2 separate regions of the Columba livia genome follow, and region 2 is linked to region 1. A link is a contact called in public Hi-C data. All regions are on one chromosome and are shown on one strand. Each heading gives the region's core, a stretch centred on a gene start, on an enhancer-like site or on the middle of the called end of the contact. The rest is flanking DNA. Distances are from core to core; before and after follow the strand shown.

Region 1 (5,762 bases), core at 2,802-5,301:
TGATGGGGCAGAAGTAAAGACGACAGATTTCAACCAGAATCACCGTCTTTTCTAAGAAAGAAGGGTGATAAGAACACCGGCAGGCAGGCGAACATCACGGCAAGGAGAGCGCAGCGGCAGTCGGACAGCGGCAGCCCAAAGGCTTAATCGGTAATGACTTGTCATGCCCATACTCCTAGAAACAGGATCTCCTGCCCTTTCCTTATTCCACACAAATAACTGCCTTGCTGAAATTTACCAAGACAAAGTAATACGCAACTTCTAAAAGGGGTAAGAGTTTGCCAGAAAATGAACCTGTTTGTTTGTCCTTTTCCTTCCTGTTGTTCCCCTCCAAAGAAAGAAAACAAATTTAAGACGACCCTCCAAAAAGGACTTGTCTGTGGGGATGGCAAGCTGGCAATGCAAGTTCTCCTGTTTGTGCTCGTCTGAACATACCTGATCAGCTCTTAAACCTTTCTTATAGGCACAAACACAGTTTTCCAGCACTTAACTCCAAACCCGATGCTCTTCTGAACACACAACAGAAGAATTCAACCTGTAAGCGGCCAGAGAACAGCTCTTTCTCCCCCAGTCTCACCATCCTGCAGAAATTCGGTCACCTTTGGTGAGACACAGCAAACAAGTGTAGTGCTGGGCTCCTGAAAGCTTGGAATATCTGCTGGGAGACAGCTGAGCTAAAGGGATGGGGAAAAAAAGACCCAAACAACACACTGTGTCTATAGAGCACTTAACGATCATCATTTATTCTTCTTCCTATCTCCTTTAAAGTGTCACCAATAAATCAATCTCACCGTCCAGGACTCCCACCCACCACAAGAGAGCTGCACTGGACTACAATGCACCAAGCATCGAGACAGGAACTTTTTCCCAATTAGAACAAACAGTGTTCTGTCAAAATGCAAACTTGCTAAAAAGAGCAGCTCTAATGAAACAGCTGGTACCAATCTGCAAAGCCCATTTCACTTCCAGCAGGATGGGCAGAGGAGCATCTGTTTAATTCTTGTTAAGGAACAGACTCCTCCTGCTTCGGTCAATGCAAACAGAAACGTGCAATAAGCTGGTATACATGTAGGAGAGCTAGTATGTTTTATTAACTCAAAATTACGCACAGAGACACACCTGAGTATATGAAAAGACTCTCTGGATACACGCGAGCATCTTGACCTTGAAAAATACCCCCGGTAAAAGACAAAGGAAGCCCAAGCGGTCAGGGCACACTGTCAGCTCTGCCAAGCAGCACAGAACTAATGGGAAGTGCCACTGATTGACAAAAGGACCGAGGAGAATACCGGGATGTGACAAATCCTCGTCTCAACTCCAGTGACACAACTGAGCGAGATTCCACCAGCTCCTCACAGGACTCTAATAGATTGAGACCGGTATGAATCAGATTGGAGACGCAGCTCCCACTTTGACACAGCATCAAGTGCAGCTATTACCATCTAATCAATCACTTGACTACTTGTAATTCTCCAAAAACTTTTCCAGTCTGGGGAAAAGATGAAGCCTCCCCCAAATCAGTCCAGCACTGGGAACACTCTGGTCAGAAGTGAGATGTTCCTGTTCCAAAATACCTTCCTGAGATTTATAAATGATCTGGCCGTGCTCATTGACAGCAACCTGCAAGTGAACACACCAAGGCAGGTCACAGCTCAGGAGCTGGAGGAAATGAGCCTTATATGGGAAACAGGAATAAACCACCTTTCTGCACAGGTCCAGTCACCACCACATCGTGTGTGCTTGTGCTTCAGCTGGCTCACTTGCTGATACCTCAAGACACACGCTCTCTCTTGAGAGAGCAAGTTACATTTCATACTTGGCATGAGCACGTTTGCAGATATTGTAAAGCCAAGAGAATTAGTGCAGACTGGACTTTGACATCTCAGGTGTTGGATTTATAAAAGATATTCTGAGGTTCTTTCAGCTTAACCTACACCCCCTTTTCTTGTTGAAAGGCAGGAACAGATACGTAATGTTACAAAACAGGCTATTGCACACTGGAGCTGATGGTTTAAGACAGTCCTAAGAAGCCCATAATTCAACTGAAATTTCATCACTTCTCACTTCAGCGAGACAACCTTAAGGAACATTATCCTTAGAGCATGAATCAACACGAGCCAGCTGACATGCATTTCACATCTCTTACATCTCAAAAAAGCCAGCTGCTGTTCCAACGCACTAAGCACAATAGGTTATTTAACCCCAAAACAGCAGCGTGTCCCGGCGCGTAAACACCAAGCAGAAACGCGCTCCCAGCTGGTCCATCCAGGACAGCACCCGACGACCCTTGGATGGATACTGCCCACCCCACGCACCGCTACCGCCTGTGTCAAAACACTGTTCTACAATATCAGCCAAACTCTTGATATTTTTTCCCTCCTATCATCTCATTCATTCGGCAGCACAGGCAAGATAAGAGTGAGGAAATTAAAGCGAGGTTATTTCTGTGACATGATCTCACCTCATAACACCTAGCTGCTGAAGCAGGTTTAGGAACAAACGTCGGCGTAGCTTTTCACGGTATTTTCTGATCAAGATTTCTTGGGTATGTGATGATTCCTGCCATTCTTTTTCTTCTACTTCTAATATGCTCTGATCCTTTCCACACTCAAACTCTTGCATTTTTTTACTGGTTGATAAGTCCTCTTAATACAGATGCATTTTAGATAACCCACTTCTTCCCCCCCACCCCCCCTTTTTTTTTTCAATAACGGAAAAGAGTAAGGAAGACTCATACTAGTCACAGCTGTAAAATTCCTTTTAATGACAACGATGTGACTACATCCTACACACTTCTTAGCAGCTGGACTTTCTGGTATTTCTATCTGGTATTAATCAGCAGGTGGCTGCTTCAGATATAATTGTAAGTGCTGCATTTTTTTACATTATGGAATGACAGCAAAGTCACTGATATGACAGAACACCCACCAGCTGGGGCATCTGAAATGAAACCAGGCTGATAAATAATATTGCATAAGGCACATGGGAAAACGTGGACCTAGGTCAGCAATTTTCAACCTGAAATCTATGGACCCTGCATGTGTGAGGACTACTTATAAGTCAAGTTTCCCGTTGGTAGGCTGCCTTTAAATGACTATAAAGCATATACAGCTCAGCAGGAGAACATCAGGGGTCCACAAACCCAAGGCCGTTGAAAAAGCAATCATTCACACATTTAGGTAGAGAAAAACACAAGGGTAAAAGCCGCTTCCACTGCAGCAGTTTCCACACAAGCCACACTTGCTCAGTAGGTGTGCACCTCAACACTCGGCTGCTCCAGCATCTGAAGTCGCTGGAAATTGATTATTTAGCATGGTTAATTTTGGCTGGAGGAAAGCATCCATGTTACTTGGAGCAAATAAAAAGAAACAAACAAACCAACCCGCAGCAGTGCCAGGATCTAAGTTGTCTGAATAATTCTTTTCCGCACACCACAAGGAGCTGAGCCCAAGGAAAACAAAGTTTGGGAGCCCCAGGCAGGCCCTTTCCCCGGCCGGTCTCTATTTCAGCAGCCGCCCAGGCCGGCCGAGAGGCCGCTCCGCGGAGCCCCAACCACAGCGGGGCCGCCCTGCCCGCGGGGCTGCGCCCGCCCGGCCCCCGCCGAGCCCCGGGGGTGTGTGCCGGCCGGGGGAGCCCAGCGCGGCCCCCGCGCACTCCCACCGCCCCGGGAAAGTTACGGCCCGGGCAGCCGCACCGGGGCCGGGCGCGGGGAGGGGGAGGAGGCGGGCGCGGCGCCCCGAGGCCAGCGAGGCCAGCGCGGTTCCCCCGCCCGCCGCCCGGCTCGTCCCCGCCGCAGGCCCCGGCCCGCAGCGCCCGCCCCGGGGTCCCCCCGCGGCGCCGGGGGCGGCCCGCCCGGCTCCCCCCACCCACCCCCGGGGTCCGGCACTCACCTCCGGTGCCGTCCGAGTTCTCGTTGAGGCTGCCCGAGGAGTCGTGGTGGGAGCCCACACACCCGCCCATGGGGCCCGCCCGGCCCGCAGACCCGCCGCCGAGCCGCCCCCCCACCCCCCTCCCCCTGTAGCCGAGCTCCGCCGCCGGCCGGGCAGGCGCGGTGGCTTCGGAGCCGCCTCCTCGGTCTGCAACACCGCCCCCGAGGCGCGGCCTCCTCCCGCCGCCCGGCTCCGCCTCCGGCCCGCCGGGGCCCGCCCCGGCTTCGGGCTCGCCCTGGTCCCGGCCCGCACCGGGCAGGCCCGCCGGTCCGCCTGGCCCTGTGCTGAGGCGCCCCGCGGGCCGGGCCGGGCAGGGCCTGAACGCGGCCCCGAGGCCGCCGAGCCCGCGGCCGCACCTCATCCCCGAGCGGGCTCGGCGGCCCCGCGGGACAGGGCGAAGCCCCAGTGGAAGTTGGCGGACGGCCCTGGGGCGTCGCGATCGGCCCCGCCGCAGGGATCGGGCCGCTGGCACAGGGCAGCCGGGGGGGGAGGTCGAGGGCCGCGGGCTTCGTCTGGGGTTGCGGGGTCCGGCGGCCGCGGCTGCGGGCAGCGCTGCCGAGCGGCCCCGGGCGGCTTCGGGCTCGGAGGGCGCAAGGGTCGGGGAGCAGGGCCCGCCTGGCTGGGTCGCTGGGCCTCAGGCGGCGAGATGTATTTACTTTTCCTCACTGTGCCGTTTCGGGTTTTCCCGTGCTCTCCCGCATTTCATCTGCACATGGAAATAAAGTACCCACGCACCCAGAGATAAATCTGTATCCTCCTAATAATCCAACCACCTCTTGTGTTCACAGACTGCCTGTTTAAATTAAAATAAAAACTAAACAAAGTCACTGCTTCTTGGTCAATCAGCACCTGACTTCAGTCCTCTGAGAAGAAAAAAATTACTTCTGTGCACTTAGGGCTGCAACGGCTTATATTGTTTCAGCAGCAATCTTGACATGGGTTCAGGGAGTTAGGGTTCATACACTCTCAGATGTATTGACGATCTTTGAACCAACCAGCAGTAAGTCCGAACACTGAGAAATAGTGCAAAAAATAAAGCGTAGTAACAGCTCTGGGCTCCACACAAGCTCTGCTACAAAGAGAGCTCAATGCTCTGATGAGTAAAAGAGCAGAAAACCAAACTGAGCCTTGCAATAGCACATCAGCACTTGTTATTCTGGTATTTGGTACTGAACTCTTTCATAAGATACATTGTTGCTCTCCACTCACACTGTTTGTAAAACATACATATATGTGCTGGTGTGTATATAAACACTCGAGATGGGCCGAAGTCAATATTTACTGTCTGACCCCAGGTAAGAGGAAGCACTTGCAAGGTGCTCATAAAGTGCAAAAGACAAACCAAGACTTTTTCTAAATGTATTATCTCTTTTGAAAATTATATTCCTTCTCAAAATAAGCTTCACAGGAGGCAAGGACTGAACTTTGCAATCCGAGTTTCTGTGCTCTCATCTCGGCTCTGCCCTAGACACCCACTGTGGCCTTGGACAAGTCACATAACCTCGGTTGCTCTATTTCTATCAGTAGATTAATGTTTGTCTACATATCTCTTGGGTGTATGGCTAGGATTAATTAATTCTTACTCTTTATTACTTGTTAACTGCCTGCAATATGTGGGATGTAAAACACTTTGAAGATCAGAAATGTCATTTCACAAATTAAATGGTGCAGTGAATTGACTGTTCCATATAGGTACAACTACCCTCTATGGTTGGAAATTATTCTTTGTGGGTCATAAACCCAACGGTGCAAACAGCTGAAGGATTTTGTTTGGGCACAAGGTGCTGGACTGCATGTTGTACTAGAAGGGCCAGAGTGGTGGGTTCGTGGCCC
Region 2 (5,857 bases), core at 1,307-3,806, 170 kb before region 1:
GGCGGTGGCCACTGTGCGGCACTGTTGGAGTGATCAACCGGCAGTGATGCTGCACGGACCAGCAACCGTCCAGCCTCTGTGTGCTCCAGAGACAGGGCTGGGACCTGGGAGGAGCTGACTGGGGCAGCCGTAAAAGAAAAATCCTCTTAGAGAGGCACAATTTACATTTTGAAAAGCAAAATCCCATCTGCAAGAGGGATTCTGCCAGAAAAAGTGGGTGTGCCAGAAGAACAATGCTTGGAAGGGCTTTTAACTTCACACCTGGCCTAATTAAGTAAAAAAAAAGCCATCTCTACCCCCATTTGTGGTGTGGTTTTAATTTCCATTAGCTCAGACAACACAGCAGCCAAATACCTGGGGTACAGGAGGCCACCGAGAGCACCAGGGACTCCAAAGTCTCATGAGCTCATATGGGTTTCTCTCCCACTCCAGGAAAGCTTTGGGATGTTAACAATCCACGGAGGCAATGAGATGCACCACCATGCCCAGTTCCCACCCAGAACGCCGTGGTGAGCAGATCTTCCCTGCCTGGCAAGGGAGCTCCTGCCTGAAACAGGCCCCGGGGCAAAGGGAGTCAGGAACGCTGTGCTGACAGGAAGATGCAAGAAGGGAAGACGACAGTCTCACCTCTACTTTCATTCCTGCCTGGAAGCTGATGCCGTCAGGGATGGTGGTCTGGAAGTCAGCGATGGTGTAATATTCCTCTTCCACTTGAGGAGGGACAGGAGGTTTAGGCAGGTTCAAACCACGTGGCTATGACAAGAAAAGAGAAAATCCACCAGTGTGTTTCTGCACAAGGTGTGATGGAACATCCGCATGACCCACCAGCCTGCAGGGACACCAGCCAGCACGGCCAGGCCAGGGAGACCAGCTGTGTCCATGCTGGTCCCTCACCAACACAAACCAGCAAACTGTTTCCAGGCTGAGCAGAAAACTGCTCAGCACCAGAGCTCTCGCTGACAGCAGAATCACCCTCCCTCTGCAGCCTCCCACCCAGCCTAGTGAGACAGACTGGCCAAAAGTTCATTGAAAGATCACATGCAAAGAGAGGAGATGTAAGGCAGCAGGGGACAGCAAGTGTGCTCCAGCCTTGACCAAGAGCAGAGCCCATGGCACAGGGGCAAGATCCCAGGCGAAGAAGAACCAGCGACCAGAGGTCCTTACAGCGCTCCTCTCTAATTCCCTTTGCCACTGCTGCTCTCTCACATCAGCTGGCACTTACTATGGTGAGGTCTCGGCGAGGAGGGGGTCTCTGCCTCATCTTTGGTGACTCTGTGGAGAAAGAATTTCAGATACTGTTGAGTTTCTGGCATTTGGTTGCACGTGTGTTCATGAAAGACGAGTGCAAAAGAAAACAGAAAGGCTAGGACCAAGCCTGACCCACGAGCACAGAAAGCAAAGGAGGAACCTGTCTGCCTGCTGCCCTGATGGCATGGGTCACCCAGGTTTTGAAGGCATCCCAGCTTTGCATCAGGTGCTGCTGTGGTCACCATGTGAAACTGGTCTTTAATTGCAGGCCTGACCCAAAAGACCTGACCTGCAGAGGGGTTAAAATGCCCCAGCTTCTGAGAGAAGAGCATCTCCAGCTGAATCTGCAGTCAGGGAAGGGTCCTCATCACATTTGCTGATGCTCAGCAGACCCCTGGGCAGCACCGTGCCTGCACAATGCCACCTCCAGACCTTGTGGCAGAGCTCACAGCGCCTGCAAGCCTTCTGCCGCCCTCAACACTGCCTTACATCGCCCAAGAGCCTGCAGGAAAGGCTGTGCTCACACCCCAGCCACCACTGGCCTCCTCCCAGCTGGTCACTTACTGCGTCGGATGTCAGCATTGGGCAGGGGGCGGCTGTCGAATCTCCCATCCCTTTGGCCAGCGAGCCCATCCTTCTCTCGGCTCACCACGACCTGCTGCCGGGAGATGCCATCCAGATCCAAGGCACACGAATGAGCGGAGGAGCCTGACCCCAGCTTCGGCGAGAACATTTCTCCATTCCCCTTTTTGAGGTAGGAGGCGGGGGCCCAGCCTTCCTGGCCCTGGTACCTGCGGTGACAACACAGCAGCATCACTGCACAAACCCCCGTGCAGCACCGGTGACATGAGCCCTTCCCAGAGGACTGACCCGCTGCGCTCGAGCAGCACCGAGCCACCAGACATCCTGCGCCAGAGCTGGCCGAAGGTACCGCATGACCTGGGCAAAACGAGCTTGCCCAGTGTCAAACTCTATGGCCCGTGGGCACCTGGAGACCTCCAGCCGCCACCAATGCTCCCGTGCACGCCGGCTGCAGCCAGCGGGCCGAGGGCTGGGAACGACGCGAAGCCCAATTTCCTTTTGACCTCAGCAATGGAACCAGTTCAGGAATGAAGCGCACTGGCATGGGAAGCAGAGGGGAAAACCAGAGGGCTGCTGCTGGGATTGATGTATCTGTTGTCTGGAGAAAGCATAAGCCCTCTTGCCTGCATTGGCAGCACAGATCCCTCCCCTGAATTTGCACTGTTTAGGAGAGAAACCAGCCCCGTGATCTGACTGAGAAACCACATCGGCAGAGTGTCCCTGCCATGCTGGAGGGTCCTGCGCCAGTGTCAGGAACCCTCCCCGCTGGCTGGGCTGCAGACGCTACGCTGAGATGGCACCAGCTACTGAGCTTGTGTTTGCCTTTAGAGCTCCCGTGGCAGCTCTCCTCTGCCTCTCCTAAAAAGTCAATGGACGTTTTTCTGGAGCTTTGTTGCTGCCAAGACCACAGGTTCAATGTAAGGTTAAGAAAATTGCAGCATGTGCTCCCACCCTGCTCAAGTCTGGCCATTTGCTAGACCACAGATGAGAGAAAATGAGCTTCCAGGAGAAAAGAAGTACCAGCTTGGGACAATTTGGTGTCTTTGGTCTCAGCACACTCTTCACAGAGCAGAGCTGGCCAGAACAATAGTTGTTCTCCACAAGAGCCTCCTAACACAGCCAGAGGGTGCAGCCTGCCTCCAGGACACTCGCTGGTTTTCCTATCAGCAGCACACGATGTAACAGAAACGTTCACACCAGCTCCCTTTGCACTGCTGGGGCATGTGATGCTGTGATGCAGTCTGCCTCCCAGCACAGGAAATCAGGGGATTTTAAAGATGTTTAACCACAGCTGAGCTTGGCCGAAGCCCTGAGTGTCAAGTAGCCTTAGTTTTAGGGATGGAGAGCAAAGAGTTCTGGTACTCTGCCCTTCCCAACACTCGTCTTTGGAATGAACATCCCCTGTGCATCAGGTCTTTGCATTGCACAGCCCCAGCTGCTGTGCTGGGGACGAGGAAGAGGTAGGGACGGTACCTGATTTTCCACCAGCCCTCCAGGTTCTTCTGGATCACCTCCACCACAGCCCCTCGGTCCAGGTTCATTTCATCCTGGTCTCTGGCGGTGTACGGGTAAATAACGGTGTACTTCTCCTCTGTCGGAAAGAAAGCGCCGTTTCACAGAGATACTCTTTATGGAAACCTGGGCTCAGCTGAATGATGGTTAAGTGCTTTATATAAATGATAATTCTTGTTGTAATACAGGTGCAAACACACAGAGAGACACAACCATTCAGAAGAGAAATGCCAGTGAAATATATTTCAAAACAAACTCAGCTGCATTTTGAAGTGTAAGCTTTGGTGAGCTAGTCTGGCCCAAAAAGTTGTCTAAACCAGTTCCTCCTCTCCCTTAGGACTAAAGACTATCTTATATACAGCAGCTCTCTTTTCACCTGCTCTTCACAGAAGCCCTTCCACTCATCCATTTCATATTTCTTCCTTGGAGCCTTTAAAGAAGAATTGTCTTCTATACAGGGAAAGAAATCCCACAGACATCAGGAAGTGACCCCACACACACCAACGTGCTCTCACACACAGCTCTCAAACCGCTCTGCAACAGCAGCTCTAATGTGAACTTCCCCATTCAACAGTTTGATCCGCCAAGACATTGGTGGTGAGCCTAGAGGAGAGTCTGATGTCCTGTTCACTGGACTAAATGATGGTAAGCAGGGACATGGATGCTCTTCCCTTCAAGAGGAAGGGGAAACATCTTAGCAGCCATGCAGACAACATGTCAAACAGGTCCGTCCGTCCATCCATCCATCCATCCCTCCCTCCTTCCCTCCCTCCCTCTCCCTCACCTTGTTCTGTCCTCTCTGGAAGAAACCCAGGAAAGTAATTGCCTGAGCTTAAGCAGTGCCACAAGAGCATGACGGTCATTTTGGCTTTCAAAACCCACACCTCTGGATATTTATATATCCCCACCATGCAGGTTTCCTGGATTTGCCTTGTTGGAAGAGCACAGCTCTTGAAGGGCCTGATCTCCCACTCCCTTCATGCAAATGAGTCAAAGAAGAAAATATCCTGTCACGTCCAGCAAAACCAAGCTGGCTCTTCTCCTCCTGACCCCATCTGAGCCTCCAACCCCCACGCCATGGCTCAGGATTTAGTTACTCTTACAAGAACTAAGGCAGCAGCTGCAAGAAGTTTGCATACTTGTGTTGGGGGAAAGCAGAAACTTCATTCTCTGTACCCAAAACAAGCCTGAAAAAGTGAGAAGGAGCAGCTGACAGAAGAAAGAGAGGTGGACGTGAATGGATGTAATGGAAGGCTGAGGAGCACGTACAGCACACATTGAGGACTGACACAAGCAGGATTCATGACATGCAGAGCAACCAAACATGCAGGCAACAAGGCTCCAAGCACAAAACACGGGCAGCCAAACAAGTCTCTGTGTAGTCCACCTTGACCCCATCCACTGGTGTACAAGTCCCCAAGAGTCCGACGGCAGCCAACGTGCCTGGGCAGAGACCAGTATCTCCGTGGGACTGGGAAGAGCATGTTGGGGAAGCAGGAGAAGGACAAGAGAGGACATAAGGAGACAGCACTTCAGGTCCAAGAAGAGACAGGGCTGACACCAGAGAGTGGCACCGAGACTGTACTCACCTGGGGCCCTCTGAGGGTCCTCCCCAGCCTGAGCCCCCCTCCCAGGTCCATGTCCCCAGGCCAGGGGCTGAGCCAGCTACAGCTTTGAGCGTACAGTGATCAACGAAAGGGATGTGTTCTCCAGGGGCACGTCAGATCTGCTCTAAGCAAATCTGAAAAACTTGCTGTTTTCCTAACGTGAGCTCGTGTATGCTCTTTGTTCCACATGGGTTTAGAAGACACATGAACTGTCCTAGGACCTGAGCTCTGCTCCTCCGCCAGCGCAGCTAAAACTACTCCCTGGGGCTTAGAGGAGGCACTGGGACGGCAGGGCTGAGTGTTCCAAGGAAGTGACACCTTCAGCCCCTTTGTGGGAGAGAAGAAAGGCCCAAAGAGACACCCCCAGCACCCAGGTGGCCCACTCCTGCTGCAGCACTGGGCAGGCAGGACCATTACAGACATGACCCCACAGCACACGTGGGTCTGTCCCCTGCCCAGGTCGGGGAGCGCTGTGCAGTCCTGCCAGCAGCTCAGCGCAGCTCAGCACAAAGAACCTGGGGCAGATGTCTCCAGCGGCCTCTCACCTTCATCAGGCTGCATTGAGAACTCATCCTGGACACCATCCTGGGCCTCCAGGCAGGTCGCTGGCACCCAACCTTGCTCCTCCGACGTGCTCACAAACCACCAGCCTGAGAAGAAAACAGGAGGCAGCTCAGTCAAGGGCTCCCAAGGGCTGAAAACTGCCTCCCTTCCTCCAAACCACGAGCCTGGGTAGCTTGGCCCTCCCCTTGCTGCCTCCATGGGAAGCTGGGGTGACCCCAGAGCAACAGAGCCAAGCGCTACCCGAAAGGGAGCACGGACAGTGGCATGGGAGAATCACTGCTGAACACAACTGAATGTACAGCTCCCTCCCCGGGAGAGGCTCTGAGATCTGAATGGCTCCACAA

Evidence for each region. Hi-C and Micro-C count contacts between places; a contact is called where the count stands out from the background.
Region 2: a Hi-C map of liver shows a contact between it and region 1, with 2.5 times the contacts expected there. The contact joins the enhancer-like site here to the promoter of UBTD2 in region 1. A contact is called at or near these places in 2 of 2 Hi-C or Micro-C datasets (crop and liver).

What each region holds. Positions count from the first base shown.
Region 1 is chr14:2,332,273-2,338,034 of bColLiv1.pat.W.v2, reverse strand. UBTD2 (ubiquitin domain containing 2) reads right to left here and starts at 4,051. Exons shown (of 4, transcript XR_010466091.1): 1 at 3,891-4,051.
Region 2 is chr14:2,502,475-2,508,331 of bColLiv1.pat.W.v2, reverse strand. SH3PXD2B (SH3 and PX domains 2B) reads right to left here. Exons shown (of 16, transcript XM_065029511.1): 10 at 5,495-5,599; 11 at 4,730-4,813; 12 at 3,304-3,421; 13 at 1,813-2,039; 14 at 1,223-1,272; 15 at 628-753. Among named protein-coding and RNA genes, the nearest start is that of SH3PXD2B, 63 kb to the right of the region's middle. Within about 2 kb of position 2,556, at least 1 of the 3 cell types and tissues checked has an H3K27ac peak away from gene starts, as active enhancers do.